2 separate regions of the Mus musculus genome follow, and region 2 is linked to region 1. The links are chromatin contacts, called in public promoter capture Hi-C maps. All regions are on one chromosome and are shown on one strand. The core of a region is the stretch at or near the end of the contact, and the rest is flanking DNA. Distances in the headings are between cores, read along the strand shown.

What was found. Promoter capture Hi-C pulls out the DNA fragments that hold promoters and counts their contacts.
Region 2: a contact with region 1 is called in a promoter capture Hi-C map of the HPC-7 cell line. The contact joins the promoter of Mbtps2 here to the promoter of Acot9 in region 1. A contact is called at or near these places in 5 of 39 promoter capture datasets (the 3T3-L1 cell line, the C10 cell line, the HPC-7 cell line and 2 more) and 2 of 115 datasets of contacts at active chromatin or transcription factors (epiblast stem cells and extraembryonic endoderm stem cells).

Annotation. Positions count from the first base shown.
Region 1 is chrX:155,260,168-155,265,297 of GRCm38.p6, forward strand. Acot9 (acyl-CoA thioesterase 9) reads left to right here and starts at 2,276. Exons shown (of 15, transcript NM_019736.4): 1 at 2,276-2,507. The coding sequence starts at 2,488.
Region 2 is chrX:157,596,082-157,601,211 of GRCm38.p6, forward strand. Mbtps2 (membrane-bound transcription factor peptidase, site 2) reads right to left here and starts at 2,634. Exons shown (of 11, transcript NM_172307.3): 1 at 2,415-2,634. The coding sequence starts at 2,489.

The DNA.
Region 1 (5,130 bases), core at 1,026-3,525:
TCACATGCACATATATACACCCAGATACACATAATGAAAAGTATAAAATCATGTTCTCTGAAAAGGTAAATAAATGAAGCATGAGAAAGTTTATTCATTTCAGAAAGTCCTTCAGATCTACTTCTAAGGTGGTTTCACTGAAATGGTTCTTCACAGGAGCAATAGAAAACTAACTTAGTCTCCTAATTTACTCTGGATCCTTTTCCCACTTTTTGGCATTAGGACTCAAACACAGGATGTTACACATGTTGGGCGAATACTACCACTGTGCTAACATCTCAGAAACATGCCCCGCCCCTTTAGTTTATTTTGAGAAAGAGTCTTACTGTTTTGTGGAGGCTGGCTTTGAATTCATTACAAAGCCCAGGGTAGCTTCAGAATGACTGAATCTCTTGCCTCAGTCTCCAGGAACCTTGTATTTCAGGAATGTGCCATCACATCCGGCTTATTTAGATACTTTTGAGTTAGCTATATAATACAGGAAATGAGCCAATTTTAGAAACACAGTTTCTCTAGTCTATGAAACCATAGCATAAATTAGCTTGAAAGCCGATGACATAAACTCCCAGGAAAATTCTTTATTTAAATCAGATATCCAGAATCTCTATTAGCAGAAGGGATTATGTTTATTAATACTTTTCATTCATACTTCATGGGTGAACTGTAACATAGTATAACATTTAGCTAGTTCAATGTTCTACTTGTAGTGAAGACAGTGAAAATGCATTCGTTAATCTATCATTAGGCATTTTACATTTTTCATTATATGTGGAACACAAGTAAGAAAATGGTGAGTTGGCAGATCACTTGTGTAAGGACAGTGAATTTCATCATGGCATAATTGTTGCATGTTTTCTCCACAGTTACATGTTTTCTATCTGGCTTTGTGACTTACTTTGCCTTCTATCCATGCTTTCCAAACGGTGATACATCTTAAATGTCTTACAATGGCAACAAGAACAACGATGAGACATAGGGGTTGCTAAGACATTAAAAGAATAATACAACACATTTATTTTTATGTGTATTAGTCTTTGCTTGCTTGCATGTATGTATGTATGTATACTATGTGTATGGCCTGGTACCTGCAGAGGCCAGAGGAGGCCAACTGATCCTCCTGAAAGTGGTTGGAGCTGGCACATGGGTACTGGGAACGGAACCCTGCTCCCCTGCAAGAACAAGTGTGCTAACTAATCTTTCTAGCCTGGTTAAAGGACTAAGCTAGAGACACACATGAATGCTAGGTGGCTGATTTTAATAGGGCTTTCCTGACTTTAGAACTAATATTAGCTAAGTAGTGAGACATTTCTCACTTTAGATATTATCTTCAGTGGAGTCTATGGGGTTCATTGCTCAGGACTTATTTTCTAAGAAAATGCTTTGGAGTCTCATGAAGGGTCACTTAAGTAAACTTGTATAATTAGTAGATTGTGACTCAGCACCTGGCCATGTGTCTGAGTGAGGGAATTCCTCGGAGGTAAATTAGACCTTCTCATAATTGATGAGTCTAGGAATGTGCCATCATGCCTAATTCTGAAAACTTCCTTTCTTCTGTCCTTTTTCTCCTTTTTTGGAATTGGGACTTGAACCCAGGGACTCTGGCATGCTAGGCATACACACTCTGCCACTTAGCTCTATCCCTCAATCCTTTTTTTTTTTAACCTTTCATTTTGAGATTGGAGCGCAGTAAACTGCACAGGTTGGCCTAGAACTTTGTAATCAGGCAGGTCTTGAATTTGTGATCTCCCAGACTCAGCTTCCTGGGTTGCTTGGATAACAAGAATGGGCCTCCCTTGAAATTCTCTTCAACTTAATTTTTCTTACTAAGCTTCATCTTTTTAAAAACCAAAACGTCAAATAAAAACAGGGACACTATTTCTTACGGCCTAAACCTCACTTCAGCCCTGGTTGGCCTCTAAGTGGTAGCAATTCTCTTGCCTCAGTCTTCCTACTTCTGGGAAAATAAGCAGGGTACCCATATTTTGAAAAGCTGCTCATATGATGCCAAGGGCAAGAACTACAGACTGGGAGTAAAGGTTCAAGTGTCAAAAATAAAAGAGTTCTACCAAGGTGGAGGAACGAGGTGCTTTGCTGAGTGGTTCATTTACTTAACAATGGAGGGAAGAGCCCTGCTTATAAATAAGTCTCCGACCCCACCTAGCTGATTGAGTGGGAAATTCCATTGTCTCGGTCTCCAGTCTCCAGCTGCAGACCAATCAAATAGCAGGACCCGCCATTCTCTACGCAGAAGTCCCGCCCCCTGGCGGCACAGCCCTACCCCGGGCAGCGCAGCCCCGCCCTTCCTGCAGTGAGGCCCTCCCTATCCCGGGCCCTCTTGTGGCGTCACCTAGAAGGTGGGAACCAAGATTCAGTCCGGCGCGGTTGCCGGTGTTTGGAGGTGTCCTCACGCTCACGCTCTTCTGCTACCGGTTTGTCTCTACCCGGGAGGACCTTGGTTGTCCACCCGTGGGTAGGCAGTGGAGTGCCATGAAGCGGGCAGCGATACGGTAGGTGGCAGGGCGTGGAAGGGCGCTGCCCCGGAGTGCCCACGCCTTCCCCTTTGAGGCTCGGAGCCTAGCGGGGCGGAAGAAGCCGCGGGTGGGATGGGGGTGGTGGATATTTGGCTTGGGAGGAAAAGGCACCCAGTGCCAGACCCCGTCCTCCGGCCTACCCTGGAAAAATGCCACCACCCTACTTTAGCGACAGCTGACACTTTTAAAAGGGAAGACGTTGGGTGTTCCCTTGAAATTCCTATCCTTTTGCTCACCAGGGGTGTGGCTGGAATCTTGGTGTAGCCCCTTTTTTCAAAAGCCAGTACTTTCAGTTCTGCCTTGCCTTGCGAGCACTTTTCTCTTAAAAAAAAAAAAAACATTTTGGGGGTTAAGTGCATGACACACTTGGAATCTGTCTTAAGTATGTTATCATACTTGTAAAGACTGTAGAGACCATTTGGCTCTCTTAAGCTGATTCATCTGTTTGGTTTAATTTTATTTAGATCTATTTTTTATTATTTTATGTATGAACATTTCTCTTGCATGTGTGTCTGTGTCCCACATGCCTGCCTGGTGCTTGAGAAGGTGGTGAGCCTCCATCTGGGTGCTGGGAATCAGGTCTTTTTGCAACAAGTGCTCTTAACCACTGAGCCAACTCTCCAACCCCTTGTTTGTTAATTTACTCTTTTTTTTTTTTTTCTGAGACAGGGTTTCTCTGTGAATCTTTGGCTCTCCTGGAATTCACTGTATGTAGACCCAACTCATCTCAAAATCAGAGATCTGCCTGCCTCTGCCTCCCCAGTGCTGGGATTAAACACATATCAACATCCTGTTTGTTTTTGAGATAGAATTTACTGTGTAACCTTGGCTGGCCTAAAGTTGGCTATCTATATATATCGATATCTATCTCTTTCTTTATCTATATCATCAACCAGACTGGCCTCGAACTCACCATATATCTACCGTCCTATGCTTCTCCAGTGCTGGCCTGAAGAGCTTGAGCCACCACTTCCAGCTCTTATCTGTATATTTATTTATTGCTTTGAGATCTCTAGCCAAGAAACCAGGTAATACTAGCAGGCCTCGGACCCATGTCAAGTCTGTCAGGTTTCAACTTTTCTAGTGCTGGGATTTACAGATGTATTTTCTCGTGCCCAGTTTAGAACATGCCTTTGATAAGCAGCAAGGCCTTGTAATGAAAGTGCACCCTTGGACCACATAGGCCATTTTGGTAGATCTAATTTCCAACTGGCACAGTTAAGGAGCATGGTCTTTAGGCTGCCAGTCATGTCTGGCTGTCCCACAGTATGCAAGGTTTTTTTTTGTTGTTGTTTTTTTTGTTTTTGTTTTGTTTTGTTTTGTTTTGTTTTTTCCAGCTTGCCTGGTTCCAAGAGAATGGCACTTGCTTTGGATTCAGAAGCCATCCCACTATTGGTGAGCCTGACTTTGACATGGGTCTCACTAATTCTGTCCTTGGTCTGCCTTTACTTTTTCTAGGACCCTTGCTGTCAGTTGAACAAGGTGTGTTATCTCCCTACCCACCAGCACCCAAGCCTTATTACACTATTTGAAGACAGGTTGAAAGTCATTAAAAGACGGCATGGTTACCTTTCAACATAATACGAAAGGGTTCAACACTTTTGTAACTTTGCCTGTGTGTCTTCTTCGATAAGACCTTTTAAAAAGTGTTGAAAATGTTTATTTTTATATGTGTTAGTGTTTTGCCTGTATGTATGTATGTATGTATGTATGTATGTATGTATGTGTTCCATCAGCATGGCTGGTGCCAGTGGGGGCCAGAAGAGGGCATCACCTCCTCTGGAACTGAAGTATCAGGTTTATGAGCAACCATGTGAGTGCTAGAAACCAAACCCAAGCCCTCTACTAGAGTAAGAAGTAGTCTTAACTGGACTGGAGAGTTGGCTTTGTGGCTAAGGGTAGTGGCTGCTCTTCTAGAGTACCCAGGTTTGAGTACTCCAGTTATAGGAGTTCTGACTCCCTCTTTGGACCTTTACAGGCACAGACATGCATGGAGGCAGAACACTGAGACACATAATAATAAAATCTCAAAGGAGTTTTTTTTTTTAATAAACAGTTTTAATCCTTGAGCTCCTCTCTCCCCCAGTTTGGAAGTCCGTCCTTAAAGTACTCTGTAATTTTGTGTTCCTTTCTTGTGAGTCCTCTAGAACCTGAATAGGAGCAGCAATCCCTATATAATGTGTGTGTATGTGTATATATATATATATACATATATATATATATATATGCATATATATATGAAAAATTGGAGAGATGTTTGGGTAGAAATGCTTGCTATGCATATAAAGTATATATATATATGTATATAGTATATATGTGTATGTATATGTGTGTGTGGATATATATATATATATATATATATATATATATATATATATATATATGGTATAGAGTGTTATTTGGTGTTTGCTTGTGTAGCTTTTTCTCAGACGCACACAAGTCATCCCACTTGATTTAGTCTGCATGTTGAGGTATTTCCTCTGAGTAGTGGGGGTATGCCTAGTCTTTCTTGTGCTGTTGTAGCTGCAGGGCCTTGCACATCCTAAGCAAGTCTTCTACCAAGCTGATACCCCTCCAACCTCTGATAATGGGGTAACAT
Region 2 (5,130 bases), core at 1,384-3,883, 2.3 Mb after region 1:
GCAAACGCTAGATAGCCACACACATCCAATAACCACCACAGTGGACGGCCCCGCTTATTTCATTGCCACAGACAGGAAACAGGTCTTTTGAGATAATTTTTTAGACTCTGAGAGAATTCAACAGAAGAGGTAGCTTACTTTCAATCAATATTTTCTATTTTCATCTAAGCAAGCCTCAAGTTAAACCAGACAAAACGAGAAAATTTACCCAATGTCCTCTAGGTCTCAGTAGAAGCTCTTAAATTTCCCCAAGGGTTACGGTGATGGCTACTTATAAACAATCACAAAGTTCTTATCAATTGAAGTCCTTGGCTAAAGTAGATCTATAAATAACAAGGGAGTTACAGAAAGCACTGAAATACTGTCCTAACTGCTGGCCATCTGTATGGAAAAGCGCATTCGTCCTAAAAGGCTATTTCAGGTCTTTTACCATCATAAAGAAATGGCCACAGTTTGAATGCCAGTATCTGTAATTGTCTCTACTGTCTTCTGATGGCATTTTTTTAAGCCTGCCTGTTTTCTATGACTTGAAAAGACGACTGGCACACCTGTGCAGCAGAGGTTTACTGGGCTACAAAAACCAAGGGTAAGACAGCAGGATCAAGAGAAGGGAAAAGTTCAGAAAAGCCAAGCTCTCAGGCACTGGCAAGAAGGCTCAGCCAGTAAAAACAGTGGCTTTTCTTTCAGAGGACCAGGTTCAAATCCCAGCACTCACATGGTGGCTAAGGAAGCATTTGTAACTCCAGTGCCAGGGAATACTTCTTCTGACCCCTGAGGGCACTGAATGCATGCAGTGTACATGTACAGAGAAGCAGACAAAACAGCCATATCCATTTGTTCAGGCAAGGCTGCTTCCCATTCCTAGGCAGATACCGAATCAGTACCACGCCTCAGGAGCTGGTGCTTTTATGAACACAGGGGATGCCCCAGAAATTAAAACCACATCCTCCTCACTCACTTGACCTGCGACCGACTGTATGAGTTTGATGAGTTCTATTTATCTGGGATTCTTTTTTTAACATATGAAACATGAAGAAATCATGCGCTTTTTCTCTTGAGCCCCATCACCAAATCACTGTGGCCTGTGCTGCTAAGCACTAAAACCAAGTCCACTGCACTAGTGATTCTCAAGCAAATGTGCAGAGAAATGATCAGGGGAACCTTGTTAAGCTTCAGACTGTGATTTTACAGGGCAGAGGTGACACCTGAGAGTCTGCCATTCTAACAAGGGCCCAGATCATCCAAGTGTTGTTGGTCCTTGGACCTCCGATACAGTATATTATCTGGACGCATAATATAATCCTCTCCATAAGTTCAGGTGATCCTTTCAGTTGCTTTCCCAATTTAAAGACAAGAAATGGAGGCACAAGTAACGATCTGCCTAAGGTCACAGAGGTTAGAAAGTGGCAGAGCCTAGCTCTCTTAAGCTCGCTCTTCATAGCCTGGCATACCAACGTTTAAATATGACAAAGAAGCACAGGTGCCATTTGATTTTATTGTTTCCTAAGACGAAGTGTCACGAGGTTATTTTGTTTAAAAGAACACAAACATGAAGGTTTTACTATTTATGATTGTGATTTCCAAACCCTTGGGAATTTCTAAGCTCGTATTCCCCACCCCCACTCCATTCCAAGGATGTCTGAAACACGTGCTCAGACAAACTCTTGAAATTTCTTCTTACGATTCCAGCACCCACAACACTCAAAAAAAAAAAAAGCACTGTGTGCTCAGAGTGTGTGTGGTCACTGTGAAAAAGGGAGTGTAGGGTGTAAATAGAATTTGAATAACAGAAAATGTGGCTATGTAAATTCTTGCTACTTTAAAGCACCGCCTGTGGGTCAGCACTGTCCGTCCGTGGGCCAGAGAAACTGGCTGGAAATACACAATCTTAGCTTTCCTCCCAGATCTGACGAAATCAGAATCTAAATTTAAACTAGAACCACCGATGCTCCTGTGTACTTTCGAGTTTGACGCCAGTGATTTAAGTCACAATCTGATTTCGGTTTATCACAACACTAGCAGCGTCTCACGGGTCCTAACCTTAGCACAAAGAAGAACCACAAAGCATTTTCTTAAGCGGAAGTTTTCGTTTCTTTTCCTCCTTCGAGCCGTGCCTCCCAAGCCCGCCAGACTCCTCCCGGGAAGGAGCCCAAAAGCCGCAGGGACCCGGCGGCGCCCGCAATGCGGTGGCCGCCACACCCCTCCCCTCCCGCAGCCTGCCTGCCCTACTTTCTTTACTCGGTCGGACGGATGCGCCACGCGGGAGAGCGCACGCAGACGCGGCGGGCGCTCGGAGCGGCTCCCGGCCCGGCGCGGAGACTCCGAAGGGGAAGAGAAAAGGCCTTGGGCGACACAGGACCATGCGCACCAGCCCTGGACTCCGCCGGCTGGGGCCTGAGGCCTGAGGCCCTCACCTTCAACACCAAGTCGGCCAGGTAGACGGCAGTCCAACCACCCACCACCACCACCAGCAGCGACACCGGAATCATCGTAGCGACGGATGGACGGCGGGCCCCGGCGGCCTGCTTCTGCGAGCCCCAGTCAGCCGTGCGCCCGCCCGGAGCCTTCCAGCTCCAGCATCCGCGCAGGAACTAAAGTGCTACCGGGTTCTTTGCTCCGGTGGCAACATTTCCCTCCGGACCCTTCCGGTGAGGACACTCAGCCGTTTTTTTTTTTTTTTTTTTTTTTTTGTTTTGTTTTGTTTTTTTTTTTTTTTTGGTGCATATGCCGGAAAAAGCGCGCGGGCTTCTTTTCCTGGGACGCTCGGGCTCCGGAATGCTCGAAGCTCGGGTCGTCCGTCCGGCAGCGTGCTTGTGACTCATGAGGCTTGACCCTCTCTGCGCTCTGCCCTTCCTTCTCACTGATTTCCATCTCCGGTTTGTTGTGCTTTTCATATAGCCGGAGTTTGGGATTGTCAGAAGTACATACCCACATTTAAATTAATCACGTCTCGTTCTAACGTCTTTATGCACGGCAATATCGTAATGGAGGCCTCATTTGTTCATTTCGGTGTTTTGAAAACTAAATATCTGTCTATATCTTAATCGAAATACGTAGCATTTCTTTTCTTTCTATTTTTTTTAAAGATTTATTTATTTATTATATGTGAGAACACTACAGCTGTCTTCAGACACTCTGGAGGAGGGAGTCAGATCTCATTACAGATGGTTGTGAGCCACCATGCAGTTGCTGGGATTTGAACTCAGGACCTTCAGAAGAGTAATTGGTGCTCTTAATCGCTGAGCCATCTCACCAGCCCCATACGTAGCATTTCTATCCAGAGAATTTCTTTCTAGTTTCCCTTCCTACGTATTTCTGTCCCCTGCCCCGTTCTGATTTATTAATTAATTTATTTATTTTTAATGTTGAATTCTGCGTAAATAGAACCACACTGTTAAAATCTGGATTATTTCGCGCGACATTTTGTTTTGTAAGATTTGTCTATATAACTGGTCTTTATTTTAAGACAGGGTCTCACTATGCAATCCAAGCCTGGCATTCACTATACAGAGTAGGCTGGCCTTGAACTCTCAGAGTTAACCTGCACTTAAGAGTTGTGCATCAAAAATACCTGGCTGTTGATTAAAAAAAAAAAACAAAAACTTTCATCTAAGACTTGAGGAGCCGGGCGTAGTGGCGCACGCCTTTAATTCCAGCACTCGGGAGGCAGTGGCAGGCAGATTTCTGAGTTCGAGGCCAGCCTGGTCTACAAAGTGAGTTCCAGGACAGCCAGATCTATACCGAGAAACCCTGTCTCGGAAAAAAAAAAAAAAAAAAAAAAAAAAGACTTGAGGTTTGGGCTATTGCTACATATTGGAGTTCTAGACCTGGAAAAATGGCTCAACACGTAAAGGCACTTGCTGCCTAACCTGACTACCTGAGTCAGTCCCAGGGGGACAACATGATGAGAGAAACAGCCCTTGCAGGTTTTCCGTTGATCTACTGGCCTATAAAATAGGTTAGATGAAACTTTTAAAAATTGGAGCACTGACCATCTGTCTAGTGAACTAAAGTGTAGTTCTCAGCCTTGGTTGCACAGTACCTTCACCAGGGGCCTTTAAAGTCCCCCTGGTTTCTGGAGCCTGGACCAATTAAATGAGAAGCTCTGTGAAACAGACCCAAGGCTGTATCATTTTAAACGCAGTCCCATCTCTGTGTCCCCAAGTACAGATCCACCTAAGGACCCAGGACTTTGATACTCTGAGCTACACCCTCTAGCCATACGGCATTCTCTCTTTTTAAAAACAAAGTCTGTAACCCAGACTGGACTTAAAGCTCTACATAGCAGAGGAAACTTGTCCTCTTTTCTCCAATTCCTGAGTGCTAGGATTGATTACAGGTGTACACCTGTACCATGAAGCCGGGATTCACATAATCTATTAGCTATCCATAGGCTCTTGAAAAAGAGTGGTTTTGGTTTTGTAGCTAAAGTCGCCTTCAAGTTTCTGTAAAGCAACGTAGAAAATTGTTCTAGTATACAAGCCATAGGCGTTGTCTACAGTGAAGCTAGTTGGAAACTTATCCTTGATTCTCAAGAATAGGTGAACTTGGAGGCCTTATTTACGTATAGTCCTGCTAACAATTTCTCTTTTTTGGTTATATAGCCTGACTTTTTACTTGGTTCACTCAAATGGAACTACTAATCTGTAAACACCTTGATCTTGTGGCATAATGGGGTATTGTATTCTATGCCAAAGCTGTTGAGCAAGCACTGGAGTTAGAAAAAAAAGGGGGGGGCACATCGTCCGTTCAGTGACAGGCGCAGGGCACAGAGTTTTCCTTACGTTTTAATTACTTGGTAATATGTCTCTGGCTTCAGAAGTGACTCTGTTTTACCTCTGTTTGTATACATGTGTTTATGTGTTTTTATAAATGACTTGGATTTTTTTAATGTAGGTGAATATGCTATAAATGTTTACATTCAAGTACCCTGTGAATTCATAACTTTTTATATTTTCTTGGTGTTGTGTTAACCTTTGAGAATTTCTGAGGTGTGAATGCTAGCTAGATACTTACAAAATCTACTACTTGGAAGCTTATTTTTATTTTATACTTTAAATTTTAAATTTTAATTTATGGTAGTAAATTTTAAATAGTTAAATCTTTTAATCCCTCTAACAAAAAAAATGA